Linked DNA regions of Mus musculus: regions 1 and 3 are each linked to region 2. The links are chromatin contacts, called in public HiChIP or PLAC-seq and promoter capture Hi-C maps. All regions are on one chromosome and are shown on one strand. The core of a region is the stretch at or near the end of the contact, and the rest is flanking DNA. Distances in the headings are between cores, read along the strand shown. Region 1 overlaps Pde4d (phosphodiesterase 4D, cAMP specific). Region 2 overlaps Pde4d (phosphodiesterase 4D, cAMP specific). Region 3 overlaps Pde4d (phosphodiesterase 4D, cAMP specific).

Region 1 (4,541 bases), core at 1,173-3,672, 240 kb before region 2:
GGACAGCTTGAAGAAATCTCTTCTCTCCCAGACAACTTTCAGGAATTGGTTCTCACTGTCCATCCTATAGATTCTGTGGACTAACCTCAGGTCATCGGGCTTAGAGGCAAGTGTCTTGCCACTGAGCTAGCCCACAAATATTTGTTTTTACATACCTCCCAAAATTTTATATTTACATTTTCAAAGGTTACTTCATATTGAAAGTGATTATTCTAATGAATGGCACAGGTAGACGGAGTAGCGTGTCACATTAGTATTTAATACAAGCTGTGTGTAATGAATAAGTCTAAGTAGTTAACACAAGGACCTTGTCCATCTGAAATAAAGAAACATGCTGGCCTCAGGAGGGTGAAGTATAGCTAACTATAGATATTCTAAAACTAAAGAAATTATAAAAAAATAGCTATTGGGGCTGGAGAGATGGCTCAGCGGTTAAAGAGCACTGACTGCTCTTCCAGAGGTCCTGAGTTCAATTCCCAGCAACCACATGGTGGATCAGAACCATCTGCAATGGGATCTGATGCCCTCTTCTGGTGTGTCTGAAGATAGCTATAGTGTACTCATATAAATAAATTTAAAAAATAGCTATTGAAAAAGAAATCTTGGGGCTGGAGAGATGGTTCAGTGGTTAAAGAGCACTGACTGCTCTTCCAGAGGTCCTGAGTTCAATTCCCAGCAACTACATGGTGGCTCATGAGATTTGATGCCCTCTTCTGGTGTGTCTGAAGACAGCTACAGTGGATTCATATATATGTATGTGTGTGTGTATATGTATGTATATATATACATACACACACACACACACATATATATAAAATAAATATATCTTTAAAAAAAAAGAAAAAGAAATCTCTATTGCTAGTAGACCATGATACTAGGACAGGAAGACAGAACAGTGAGCCTGTGAGTAGGGGCAGGGCAGGAGGACTGCTCAGAGTGGACACCTGCACTTACAGATGCATGCTCCTGGTATGATGTGGAGGAAACCTGGCTCATCGAGTCTAAATAAAACCAGACAGATCTCGTCTTGATAAGAGAGAAACCCCAAGCCTAGTAAAGTGAGGAGACAGGAGGTAGACAATAGTCAATAGGTTTTTTTCCCCCCTCTGTATTTAGCAGAAAGTGTTGTTTTGTTTTCAATCCAGGTTCACAACACTAAATAATTATTGTGTTACTGTATTTGTTTACTAATCTAAGTTACTATTTCTCTAGCCTTCATTTAGAGTCCAGGCTACTAACGGCTTCAAGTATCAACACAAGTCACCTTACTCTGAGTTCTCCACTAGCTAAACAGAAGAGCCCTGGTGCTGCTGTGCATGGGTAAGCACTCAACTCTATATCCTTTCTCTCTCTCCCTCTCTCCCTCTCTTTCCCTCTCTCCCTCTCTCTCTCCCTCTCTCCCTCTCTCTTTTTTTCTGGACTCAGCTTTCATACACCAAACATCCCAAATCACTTAACTTCCAGGTTAATTCTGGAAGAGTTACCTGTCCCAGTGCCATCCCTAATACGTCATCCTTCCACCTGGACAGTTATACTTCTATAGTTTTACTTCACATATACTTTTACTTGTGTGTGACTATGGTGTTTGTATACCTATATACAAGTGTGCTTATAGGTGGGTGTGCGTGGAAAGACCATAAGTGTATACTTATATTGGATCCTGTGGCATTACCATTTCTTTGCTGCAGAAAAACTTGATGCACATGCCTTCCCCCAATTATATACAATGTAAGTGATTTTAAGGTCTTAGGTATTTGCTAGCCAGTCAAACTTTGTTGACTATTGATGAGTGCTAAGAAATGAAGGTGGTAGCTGTTGTGAATTGAGAAGATAAAAAGGTTTTAACATTAATTTATATTCCAGATAAGGAGCATCTTGAATGAAACAGAGTACTGAGTTAGGAACTAGCCTTCATTGAGATGAAAAGAAATGGAAACTCGGCTTCAGAAGATCCTGAGTACTGCATGATCTCCCAAATTCACAAACTTCAAGATGTAATATGTTGCAAATAGAAGTCAAATAAAATAAACATGATGATCAGTTCAGTTTTGTAAAGAAAACAAACAAACAAACAAATCAGAAACTGTGGCTCCTGAGTGTGGTTCCAGAATGCAGAAGGCTGAGAGAGAAGGTGAATCATTGCTATGTATCCAGGGCTAGCCTGTGCTACAGGGTAAGACATTGTCTCAAGAGGCAAAAGAATCAATCCATTGAATGGCTATCACATACGTGATAATAATAACTCCATTTGTTCATGAACTCAGATTATGAAGAAATGTGAGGAAATTAACCTTAAGGCATGTTTATTTGAGGGGCAGACTTCAAGCGAGCATTGTGACTCACGGTAAACACTTGTATGTAAGCCATGGCGTCAGAGTGCACTTTGTTCTCCCATAAACTCGAGACTTAGAGACTGTTGCTAGCCACACACAAACAGCTCCACCGCGAACTGCTTTACAGACATGATAACCCCATAGCTGGGAAGGGCGATCTCCCAGTGCCAGGTGACTTCTGGGTATGTGTCAGATGTTTAAGCTGAACATTAACTAAATTATTTGGGTCACCAGAGTAACCCTTAGTGTACTGAAGCTGTACTTTAAAGAAACCATATGCTTGTTAAGAGAGGCAGAAAAAGTTGAAAGCAATTCTTACTTTACACATGTTATCATGTGTTGGGGCTTTAGCTTCTTACATATCATATTTACCGTCCTCAGGATGATCTTGAAATACCTGTGGGTCCCACAGCCTTGGGCCAGGGAACTTCCTCATGGTACAGATGGGGGTTCTACTATTACAGGGGGTTGATTTTAGTCAGCTTGTGTAGGGATTCCCCCCCACGACCCCCAGGACAGAAACAGTTAGGGGTAGGACAACATTGACTTTCCAAGGTTCCTAGGAATGATCGTTTAAAGAAACTTTTTGGCCTTAAAACAGAACATCTGTCAGGAGCCTTTCCTCCGTCCCTGGCTGAAGAGCTGATAATTAAATCAGCCCTAAAAGTAAAATATATAAATTGGGTAATTGGCTTTAGAAATGTTAAGTCAGGGACTTGGCCAGAGGAACTCTTTCCTCCCCCCACCTCCCCACCAACCCTGCGTATCCACTTCAATGAGCTGGCATTTTGAATATTGATATATGCTTCCTTTTATAAAGAACAAGCTTAGAGTCACAAACATTTGTATTTCCCAGAAAGAAGCCACAGCTTGCATCGACTTGCTTACAAGGCTGATCAACTGAACACAACTTTAACATTTGTGGAAGGACAGTGCATTCAGGGCTGCATTTAAGGCCCTGTAATAGCAGCTCCTCGGCCACATCCTTCTTACCTAACACCTGCCGACCATTAGGTGAAAGCTTTGAATGTATTCATAGACGAGCTTCCATGAGACCAAATGCTAAGACGGTCATTAGATCTGTCACAGAGGTCTCCCTGACTGTGCTGTAAGCCACCACCTAACCTGATGTTTCCACCAATGTATTTAAAGTGTCCTGATTTAAGGCTTTCTTTGTTCCATTACTATAAAATCCTAATAAAATTGTTGCCACATTTTAACTCGGAACTTGGGCTAATTTGGGCTCCAGAACAACTGACTTCTCCCCACTTTGAAGAGAAAGCCGTTTCTCACAACACCACTTAAGTGCTGTCTAAAGAAGGAAACAGAACTCGCTGCATCACAAACTACAGTGAGACAATGAAGAGCTGATGGCCAATCTCAGTATTGAAACAGTTCTGCTAAAGCCCACACGTCTCTAGATGTTTCTCTGTAGGAACTCACAGTGCCTGTTATGCAGACAGGATAGCTCACAGTTGAACCTTGCTCACCTTGGCTTGGGGGTTTGGATACACGGCATGAAATCGAGAAGATATGGTTTAAAACACAGCTGTGTGCTTCACAGCAATTTTTCTTTCCCTTCTCAGTTTTATTTTTAAAGTCAGGGAAGGGGAAGCTCTCATAAATCTATTTATTTATAACATTAACCATATTTCAGAAAGCTAGCTTGTCTTTTCTGCAGAGCCAAAGTGGGGAAAAATTAGAAGTTGACAGTTCTTTTGAGTGGCAACAGGGGTCTGTCCTTACAGCTTAATCTCATCTTATTTTTTCTATCTTGGTTTTGATGCCATTGCATGTTTGGAAGATATTTTGTTTATTCTCATTTTTCACACTTCCCCAGTCTAAGTAATGTAGGCTAAGCTCAGTTGCTGCTCCTTTAGCCTCAACCCCTTGAGCCCTTACTGCCATGCAGCACCTGGGCCAGGTCCATCTTTCACTATCACAGAGATGTTTGTAAAATCAAAGCAACCTTTGTCTTACCAATTTAAGAACTTATCTTCCAGATAATATACAGACAAAGATGTGAATATTTAATGCGTCTGAAGTCCTCCTGTGTAATATGAACTGCGAGGCGTTTATGCATGGCAGGACCTCTACAGAGAATAAGCAAAGGCAGACATTTCTAAAACTGGGTGTGTCTCATAAATGACTTTTTTTTGTAAAATGTTAATTGAAACACTGCAAAGCACTGTCCATTTTCTACCACTA
Region 2 (4,224 bases), core at 227-2,726:
CAAATGTAGACATAGTACGTGTATAATGCCTTGGAGTGGCTAAAGTTAACTAGCCCTGTACCACAGACCTCAGAAGAGGAACCTGCAGACACAAGACTTAAACTGCCTATTCTTAGGCAGAAACTCCGAGGAAGGTGCCCCATGGCTTCAGTTCAATATTTGATATTTTCAAGAGCAAGAAAATATTGAAAGTCCTCCAGAAAAAACAAAACAAAACAAAACAAACAAAACATGGAAGCAAGTGCATAAAATAACCTCACCCATTATAAAGATGATAAAATATTCATGAAGGAAATATAAGTGCAAAACATTCAAAGCATTCAAATTCAAGAAAAACAAGATCAGAGTAACAAGGGGTTGCCCATCACTTCCTGCGGGCTTCCTAATCCCTTTCCTCTTCCCTGAAAAGGCACGATGAAAATTATCAACACAATAAAGCTGGAGGCAGTTTGGGGGGCGGGGGGGAGGGGCTCATCTGTACACACTACTGTGAGCATCTCTGTTTGCACGGAGTATCACTCAGGAGACGCTAAGTGTGAGGAGCCTCCCCTCTGTTCTGGTCCAATTAGGAGAACCTGGTAGGGATATTAGCATAAGAAATCAAAGAAACGCCACTACTTAGGTATGGGAGCAAACCTACATTCCTTTTGGACATCTGGAATCCAATTTTCTTGTAGGAACTTGCAATAGAGACTGAGCTCTTAGAACCACCCACCTCAACCACTCCTATTACCTATCTCTAGGATTCCTGCCCTGACTTGGGCATCGGTGGGACATACTATGGAGGTAGATTACTTCCGATAAATCACAGGAGTGGAATAGAGATCTTCCTCCCCACCCCCAAGGCTGCAGGAGGAGCAAAAATCACTGAACCATACGGTATGGCTAACATTTCAGGGGTCGGTGCAGACCTTACCATGTATGTGCCACTGTGAAGCGGCGCTGTTTGGGGATGTTGCTACTCAGAAGCATCCTGCGCAGGAGCCTGGGGGAATTCCTGGGAGAAATCACCGGGGAGAGCTTGGGAGAAACGGATTTCCTCGCTGTCTTTGACTTTTCGTGCTGCAACAGGTTTTCCCGCAGGGATTTCACAAGATCCTCATTGAGCCATGGGTTTGGAACATGCGGATTATCCACTTCAGGGACTGTAAGGGTGTCCGGGCTTGTCGTCTGCTGAGCCATTTTCCTGGTCAACTTTGTACAGTTGGCCACAATCCAGGGCAACGTGGTTGCCTGGCCTGTTTCCAGTGAGTCCCTTGATCCGGAGTCTGAGGAATGTCCAGGGAAACAGGTCGGATCCAGCTGCTGTTAGTTCATTCCGCCCCTGCCTCAGTCTCTCGGTGCAGGCTGCTGGGTGTAGACCAGGCGAGCACACTCCCCCGCCGAAGCCTGTTCAACGTCACCCTCCTCCCCCAGCCCCAGCCAAAGATCACTTGACGAGCAGAGCTCGGGAGGCTCGGGAACATGGAGGGAAGCCACCGCGCTAGCTCGGCTTTTGTCAGCCTGCAGAGCAGCCTGTTAAACTATCGGAACTAATGCGGCGCAGCTGCTCCAGTGACTCCTGCTTATGTACATAAAAAGTCCTGGGGGGAGGGCTTAACCATCAGACGCCTGCTACTCCTCTGTTTGGCCTGCCTTTCCATTTGCTTATTCCTGAATGTAAAGGAAAGAAAAACTTGGAACTTGACCTTCCTCTCAGGCAGGCAGGGGCTATTTATCTCCCTATGGTCTACATTCATAAAAGAAAATTACTAGTGCTTTAGTTTTTTCTTTTTTTTTCTTTTCTTTTCTTTTCTTTTCTTTTCTTTTCTTTTCTTTTCTTTTCTTTCCTTTCCTTTCCTTTCCTTTCCTTTTCTTTCCTTCCTTCCTTCCTTCCTTCCTTCCTTCCTTCCTTCCTTCCTTCTTCCTTCCTTCCTTCCTTCCTTCCTTTTCTTTCTTAATTCTTTTTTTTCCCCCTTTAATAAGGGAAGAATAAATATCCAGTAGCTAGACAAGAAGGAATGGTTCCCTGCTTCTAAATTCAGTCTGATGTATCCTATGAGACAAATCATAAGCGAATACTCCCCCCTCCAGAGACAAACCAAAGGTTTCAAAACGTTACACAGGAAGGACGTGAACAGAGACTGTTGGCTTTTACAACCTTGTTAATTATGGTTCTTTCAAAGCACCAAGCAACACTATTCAGACCCACAAACTTGTTTGTAATCTCTTTGTAGTTAAACTTGCCTCCTCCTGCAAGGAACTGGTTATTTTCACAGAAATAGTTAAAAAAAAAAAAAAAAGAAAGAAGTAAGGTTTCAATTGTTACATTATGTTATGTTTAATTGATATTCAGCCACGAGAGGGTAAAATAAATCAAGCCTTTCATAATTTCTTTTAAAAGAATATTTCAATTTGTGGAAAATATAGCTTCAATAAACTTATTTAGAGAAGATTTAAAATAAAGAAAAGAAAGTATTTTCTTACCGGAAGGGAGTAAATTAAAATGAAGAAAATGTTAATACAAGGAAGCAAGCAATAAAACCTGATTAACTCTCTGTGTTGTGTGGCTCCTGGAATGGTGGGAAAGAGCAGGAGTCTGGCACAGGGCTATCTCTAGCACCCTGGTGACTTTTGGGGGATCTCAGATTATTTTACACTTGAAAAAACAATACCTCTTTGAGGAGCTACAAAATACCTCCAGCCCCCTCCCCCCAAATGGAGGGTTAAATAATTAGATACAATGTTTGGGAATGGGGGGCTGTGAGGCGGTATGAAACAGTTCTATAGTCTCTGTTAACTGTAAGTGTCCATACTTCTCCCCAGCCTTGTTGCCCCTTAAAAGTAAAGTCTTTGACTTTCAAATGTTATAGATACGGAAAAGATGCTCTGAAGTTCTGTTCAGCAAAACCTAAGATCAGCTACTCCACCAATCTCTCCTGTAACAATTCACCTCCACCCATCTTGCCTGTAACAATTCACTAGGACACACATTCCATGGTTTAATTTGAATACTTCATCCAAAGATTGAAATTTGAAGAATTAAGTTTTGTTTTGTTTTGTTTTACTTAATTCACCCCTAGAAACACTGCTATGGATATAAAAGGTTTTCACAATCTGCAACATTAAATGACAACATTTCTCAGTGAAATAAAAATCAAACATCTATGCATATTAATTCTACTTACATGTGCTGCAGGTGACTATAATAATTATTTTGAAAGTATACATACACACATGCATATATATGTATATATATGTGTGTGTGTGTGTATAACTATATACATATATAGTTATTTATATAAAGTAAGATGGGAAGCAAAAAAAATCTACATCTAGAGTTATATAAAATGGCTGTATAGCTGTACAGTGCTTGCCCTCAAGAAATTTACTTTAATTTAAATTAAAAAAAAAAACAATGCTTAGAAAATTACACCAGAATACTCAGAAAACCATCTCATCAGATACAGAAAAATATGCTGAAAACCATGTGCATGTGTGATGAAGAAAACCCTAAAGACACAAAAGTATGAGGTCCTAAAGTTATTATAAAATCCATTATGGTCCATAACCTACTAGCTGGCCCTAAACCTGTGCACACACTGTGTGCATATGAATGAAGGATAGCTTGACACTGCCCTTGCCCTCAGGGAGTTTAATTCTAAGGACAGATAGCAAGGGCAACACTTTTTACAGAAAAAGGACTAGACAAAATACTAGGGCTAGTTCTAAGTAGATAGTTTGAGCTGAGTGACCAAATGAAGACCTATTACCAGCAATCATGGGCTCTGTTGGCAAAATCACTACATTGAGGCACACCTAGATCCTGGTTCTTGCTTTCAGTGACCCCAAATAAGGCTGTTAAGAAAAGTAAATTATTTGAACTGTGGTCTTCTTCTAAATGGCCCTTCGTGGCCATGCATAAGGACAGGGCTCACTGTTGAGTATCACAATTTAGCTAAACTAGAAGAGAAATTGCCTATTGGAACCTCACCAAGCCTTGTGGTTAGACATGGACCAAGCCTGGGGAAGGTTGTTGGCCAATCTCCACTGCCCTGGAGCACCGTGGGTTGGGGGGTGGTTTGGTTCTTGGGTAGCTGCAGGACTGAGGGTATCTTCAAAGACCAATTGCTGTCCTTAGGTGCACCTGCGAGTCACCCCTACTCCTTCGAATTCTCCAAACGATGCATTATGTGCTACTTTCTAGAAATAAAAACTTAATTCTGTTTTGAGAATTCTCTGCTA
Region 3 (4,007 bases), core at 1,238-3,737, 190 kb before region 2:
TTGCCTATGGGCATTATAAAATGTAAAATCCCATCATTGGTTGATCACTTTGGCGAGCAGCAACGTTAGCAGCAAATGCCAAAACTTATATGATCAGCAAGACATGGTCAGAAATATTTCATTTGTCAGTCACCAAGTAGAGCTTATAATACAGTTCTGTGGCTAGTTTGCACATGACTAAATAGTACACCTAAAAATATAGTAGATTGAGCAGACCTTCCATGCTCTGCTGACTGCTTTTGTGCCTAGTATAGAGGGCACTTCACTTTGCACATTTAGCATGTCCTGCAGTTGTAGCTCTTCTTTGTCAGCCTAAAATGTGGCAACTATCCTAATACATCTGCCCAGAGAGCCACTTTCTTCTAATCCCCAAAGAACCCTATGGGTGAGCATGGTTCAGGAACACGGTTCATGGCAAATTCCTTGCAAACATTATTCATTCTGAGAAAACAGAGAAAGTTGCTGATGTAGAGGAAGTGCAGGTCATAGTGCCAACATGAACGAATGCTGTTTCAAGGAAAGGCCACTCACATTCTCAGCTGTCTGGCATACTTATGCAACTTGCTAATGATTTTTTTCCTGGTATTTTGTTAATCTGTTTTCTAGAAGGCCCATGGACGCATTATGGAGGCACATTTTACAAACAAAAACCAATACGGTTTGTTAAAGGGAGACTGAGCTTGGACATAAGGCCAGACCTAGAGTAGACCGGCTTCATGTGTCAGCAGAATGTCACCTTGAGAAAGCATGACATTTGAGAAAGTCCCTTAGGCTCTGAGCATTCCATTCTGTAAAGAGTGAGTCAAGACAGTGAAAACAGAAGGCCACTGTTGACTAGTGAGATGGTTCAATGGATCAAGTGCTTACTGTCCACATGTAAGGACCAGAGTTCAGAATTCCCAGTGCCCACGTAAAGGCCAGACATGATGGTATGTATATTTCTGTAACCTTGGTACTGGTCGGGGGCTGGGAAGACAGACAACTCACTTGTTAGCCAGCCTAGCTGAAACCACAAGTTCTAGGTTCAGGGAGAGACCGTGTCTCAAACCATAAAGTAGAGAGATATTGAAAAGATAAGAGACAGTCTCCACAGGTACAATTTAGCATTCACTGTTCCCCCAAACACAGATATACCATACATGATGTTGCTATTATGAACCCACTGGGCATGGACATGAGAGCTTGGTCAGTGTTGTTGCCCTCTGATACATACTTGGGAGTTGTCATGTCTTATATAGCCTGTATGTATAATCCAGGTTATTCATCTTTCAACCCTAATACATACATACAAACATACAACCTTACATACACACACACACACACACACACACACACACACACACACACACACACACACATATATATATATATATATATATATATATATATACATACATACACAGAGAGAGACAGAGAGATACACATGTATCCATGTATATATGCAGTACAAATTTTATAAGACACTATCCCTAACCTGTTGTCTTTGCTATGTTTATAGGGCGATAATTCTCAAACCATAGGAGACACAATCTAATAGCCTATCAAGTGATTATCAGACCACTCTAGTTAACTTATGGCTTAGAAGGATTTTTGAACTATTGCCTAAAAGATTGGAGTGAAGTTAGACACCATCGAATTTTGTGTGATATGAGTAAAGAAAGATAGAAAGTGAGTAAGGGGCTAAAACAGACAAAAGGAAAATTAAATCTCTGGCAAATGAGAAAATCATTGTTACTTTCCTATTAGTTATTCTTTCGTTTTTAGCACTCTGAACCACATCCCTTTCCCCCACCCCAGAGTTGAAGACATTTTCTCTCTGCTGAAGACGTCAGCATTAAAGTAGCAATTCAATAGCCGTAGCTGAAAGAGCAGGGTGGGTAGTGAAGCACGTGACAGACATGAGATAGCCCACATTATTGGCTTATGGTTTTCTGTTTTCCTTTTTGTTTCTTTCTTTCTTCTTTCGTTCTTTCTCTCCTTTTGTTTCCACAGTCAGTAGTTGAGAATGCATAATTTTAACAATCTGAGAGAGACCTAAAAAACTAAAGCTTAATTTGCGTACATTGTGGGCACACACTAGGATTTCTAGTTGCAAATTTCCTTCTCAATCAAAATATTCGTAATCGAATTTAATTTTCACTTATAAGTTCTAAGGTATCACTTAGAATTCAAGAATCCTATCACTAGAGACAATAAAAGACATTAAAATAGAAAGCCAAGAGGCAAATAAGGTATATTTAATAAAATCAGAAGTTCTCCTAATTAAAAACAACCTTAGTCTAAGCCTGACCTTCTGCCTACAATGGCCTGGATTTACAACTGTGCTTGATTGATGGATGAACAAGAAGAACTCTCATAATTATCAGCCATAAGTTTATTATCCAGTGTTTACAAATAGACTTTTTGGTCCTACCAGGATCTAGACCCAAGCTTTGAGTCTGGTCTTCTGAGAAGAGCTGTTACAAAGAGGAAGAGAAAGTACTGTAAGAAGGTCAGCTGCTGTGCAACTGCCGTAGAAAGTGCGCAGATACGGACTGAATTTTGCTTACCAGACTGAGAATGATACTGCTGTTCTATAAAAGACGTAATACGGTCTGTGCATACATCAGTAGCATTTACTGTTCAAAACGGATCTCTGTCTGTACACGTTACTTCTAGGTTTTGTTTCTGTAGTTTCAATTTAAAAGTTCAGACAAAAAGTGGCCAGAGAGAAATACTTTCCCTTTGTGAAACAGCAAGCCATTTGTCTTTCTTCAAATGTTCATTCATTGGATTAATTGTTTAAAATACTGTGTAATTTTGAACATATGCAAATTACACTATTACATGGTCATTTATACTTTGCACCATTCTATGAAGAAAATATAGCAATCAAAAAAAAAATGAAATGAGCTAGCTCATAAGTCGCATATTTGGACTATCGAGTTATAACCCAACTCTGTCTGCTAGACTGCAGCCTTTGGGAGCTGATACTTGGGAGCATATTGCCCAACAAAAGAAGTGCAGGAGCCTCAAAGGAAAAACAGGCTCAATATTGATTTAAGGGGTTATAATCACCCCATTTCACCTCTTAATAGAGATGAGCTGTCAGCATCACCACAGCAGTTTATTACAAAGCACTTAAACATCTGGTCCTTAGAAAATGAAATAAGTAAATAATTAATCATTATCCACAATTACTAGTCCAAAACCTTTTTCAACAGAGTTTGTTGACTACTGTAAGTCCCCATTCTCCAAGTCAGTTGAGCCCATTCCAAAGGGAGTACAAAGAAATTCAAATAGAATGCCCTCCTAAACTTTGAAACTACCTGTCTTCATTGCATTCAACACAACTTTATGCATCTTGTACAGATTTATAAAATCTTACATTTCTCACAAATCATATTATGCAAAGTTCATCATGTATGTGTGTGTGTATATATGTGTGTATGTAAAAACTACAAACCCATGTTAGTATTTACCCTTCTTGATAGACTCTGTCATGTAACTCAACATCAGAGTATATTGAGGCTTCTCAGGAGTCTTCTTAATTGCTGCTGGGTGGAACTTAAATTCCTAGAAAGCTGACCTGTGTATTCCTTCTTTGACCATGGAAGACCCATTTCTGAATTGCCAGGCTACCATTGTATTCTCATAACTTGACAGGAGAAAACACGAAGGCATAGAGTGCTTGTTTATTCTGTCAGGAGAACCCTTATCTTTGCTTAGCTAGGCAGTAAAAAGGCTAAAATGTGTAATGGAAAGACGCCTTTGTAATAAAATCCTCCAGCGAATATTTCGAATGTAGCTTCAAACAAGAAAGACACATTCCTCACACTATCCTACCAGCACCCAAGGGGAGTGTTCTATTAAGCCAACTATTCCAACCACTTATTAACTTTAACTTGTAACCAAGAAACAGTGAGTTCGTCATAGCACTGCATGATAATCAACATGCCAGGCTAAGGAAAGGATAATGAGAATTTCGATTTGGATAGTGATCCCGAGAAACTTCGGAAGACTTCTCT

The links. HiChIP or PLAC-seq counts read pairs in DNA pulled down with a chosen protein or histone mark. Capture Hi-C pulls out chosen DNA fragments and counts their contacts.
Region 1: a contact with region 2 is called in a FOXA1 HiChIP or PLAC-seq map of pancreatic cancer cells. The contact joins two enhancer-like sites. A contact is called at or near these places in 1 of 15 datasets of contacts at CTCF or cohesin (the NIH/3T3 cell line), 3 of 484 Hi-C or Micro-C datasets (bone marrow-derived macrophages, nephron progenitors and uterus), 10 of 115 datasets of contacts at active chromatin or transcription factors (bone marrow-derived macrophages, embryonic basal ganglia, embryonic midbrain and 4 more) and 2 of 9 other capture datasets (adipose tissue and pancreatic islet).
Region 3: a promoter capture Hi-C map of adipose tissue shows a contact between it and region 2. The contact joins two enhancer-like sites. A contact is called at or near these places in 3 of 484 Hi-C or Micro-C datasets (nephron progenitors and uterus), 4 of 115 datasets of contacts at active chromatin or transcription factors (bone marrow-derived macrophages, craniofacial prominence, large pre-B cells and 1 more) and 2 of 9 other capture datasets (adipose tissue and liver).

What each region holds. Positions count from the first base shown.
Region 1 is chr13:109,500,887-109,505,427 of GRCm38.p6, reverse strand. The region is part of intron 3 of Pde4d (phosphodiesterase 4D, cAMP specific); the gene reads right to left. Among named protein-coding and RNA genes, the nearest start is that of Gm32703, 62 kb to the right of the region's middle. Within about 2 kb of position 2,422, at least 32 of the 459 cell types and tissues checked have an H3K27ac peak or open chromatin away from gene starts, as enhancers often do. A contact at or near this core is called in pancreatic cancer cells, pancreatic islet and uterus, where this site is marked.
Region 2 is chr13:109,257,638-109,261,861 of GRCm38.p6, reverse strand. The region is part of intron 3 of Pde4d (phosphodiesterase 4D, cAMP specific); the gene reads right to left. Among named protein-coding and RNA genes, the nearest start is that of Mir582, 65 kb to the left of the region's middle. Within about 2 kb of position 1,476, at least 274 of the 459 cell types and tissues checked have an H3K27ac peak or open chromatin away from gene starts, as enhancers often do. A contact at or near this core is called in adipose tissue, bone marrow-derived macrophages, pancreatic cancer cells and 2 more, where this site is marked.
Region 3 is chr13:109,444,836-109,448,842 of GRCm38.p6, reverse strand. The region is part of intron 3 of Pde4d (phosphodiesterase 4D, cAMP specific); the gene reads right to left. Among named protein-coding and RNA genes, the nearest start is that of Gm32703, 5.8 kb to the right of the region's middle. Within about 2 kb of position 2,487, at least 27 of the 459 cell types and tissues checked have an H3K27ac peak or open chromatin away from gene starts, as enhancers often do. A contact at or near this core is called in adipose tissue and bone marrow-derived macrophages, where this site is marked.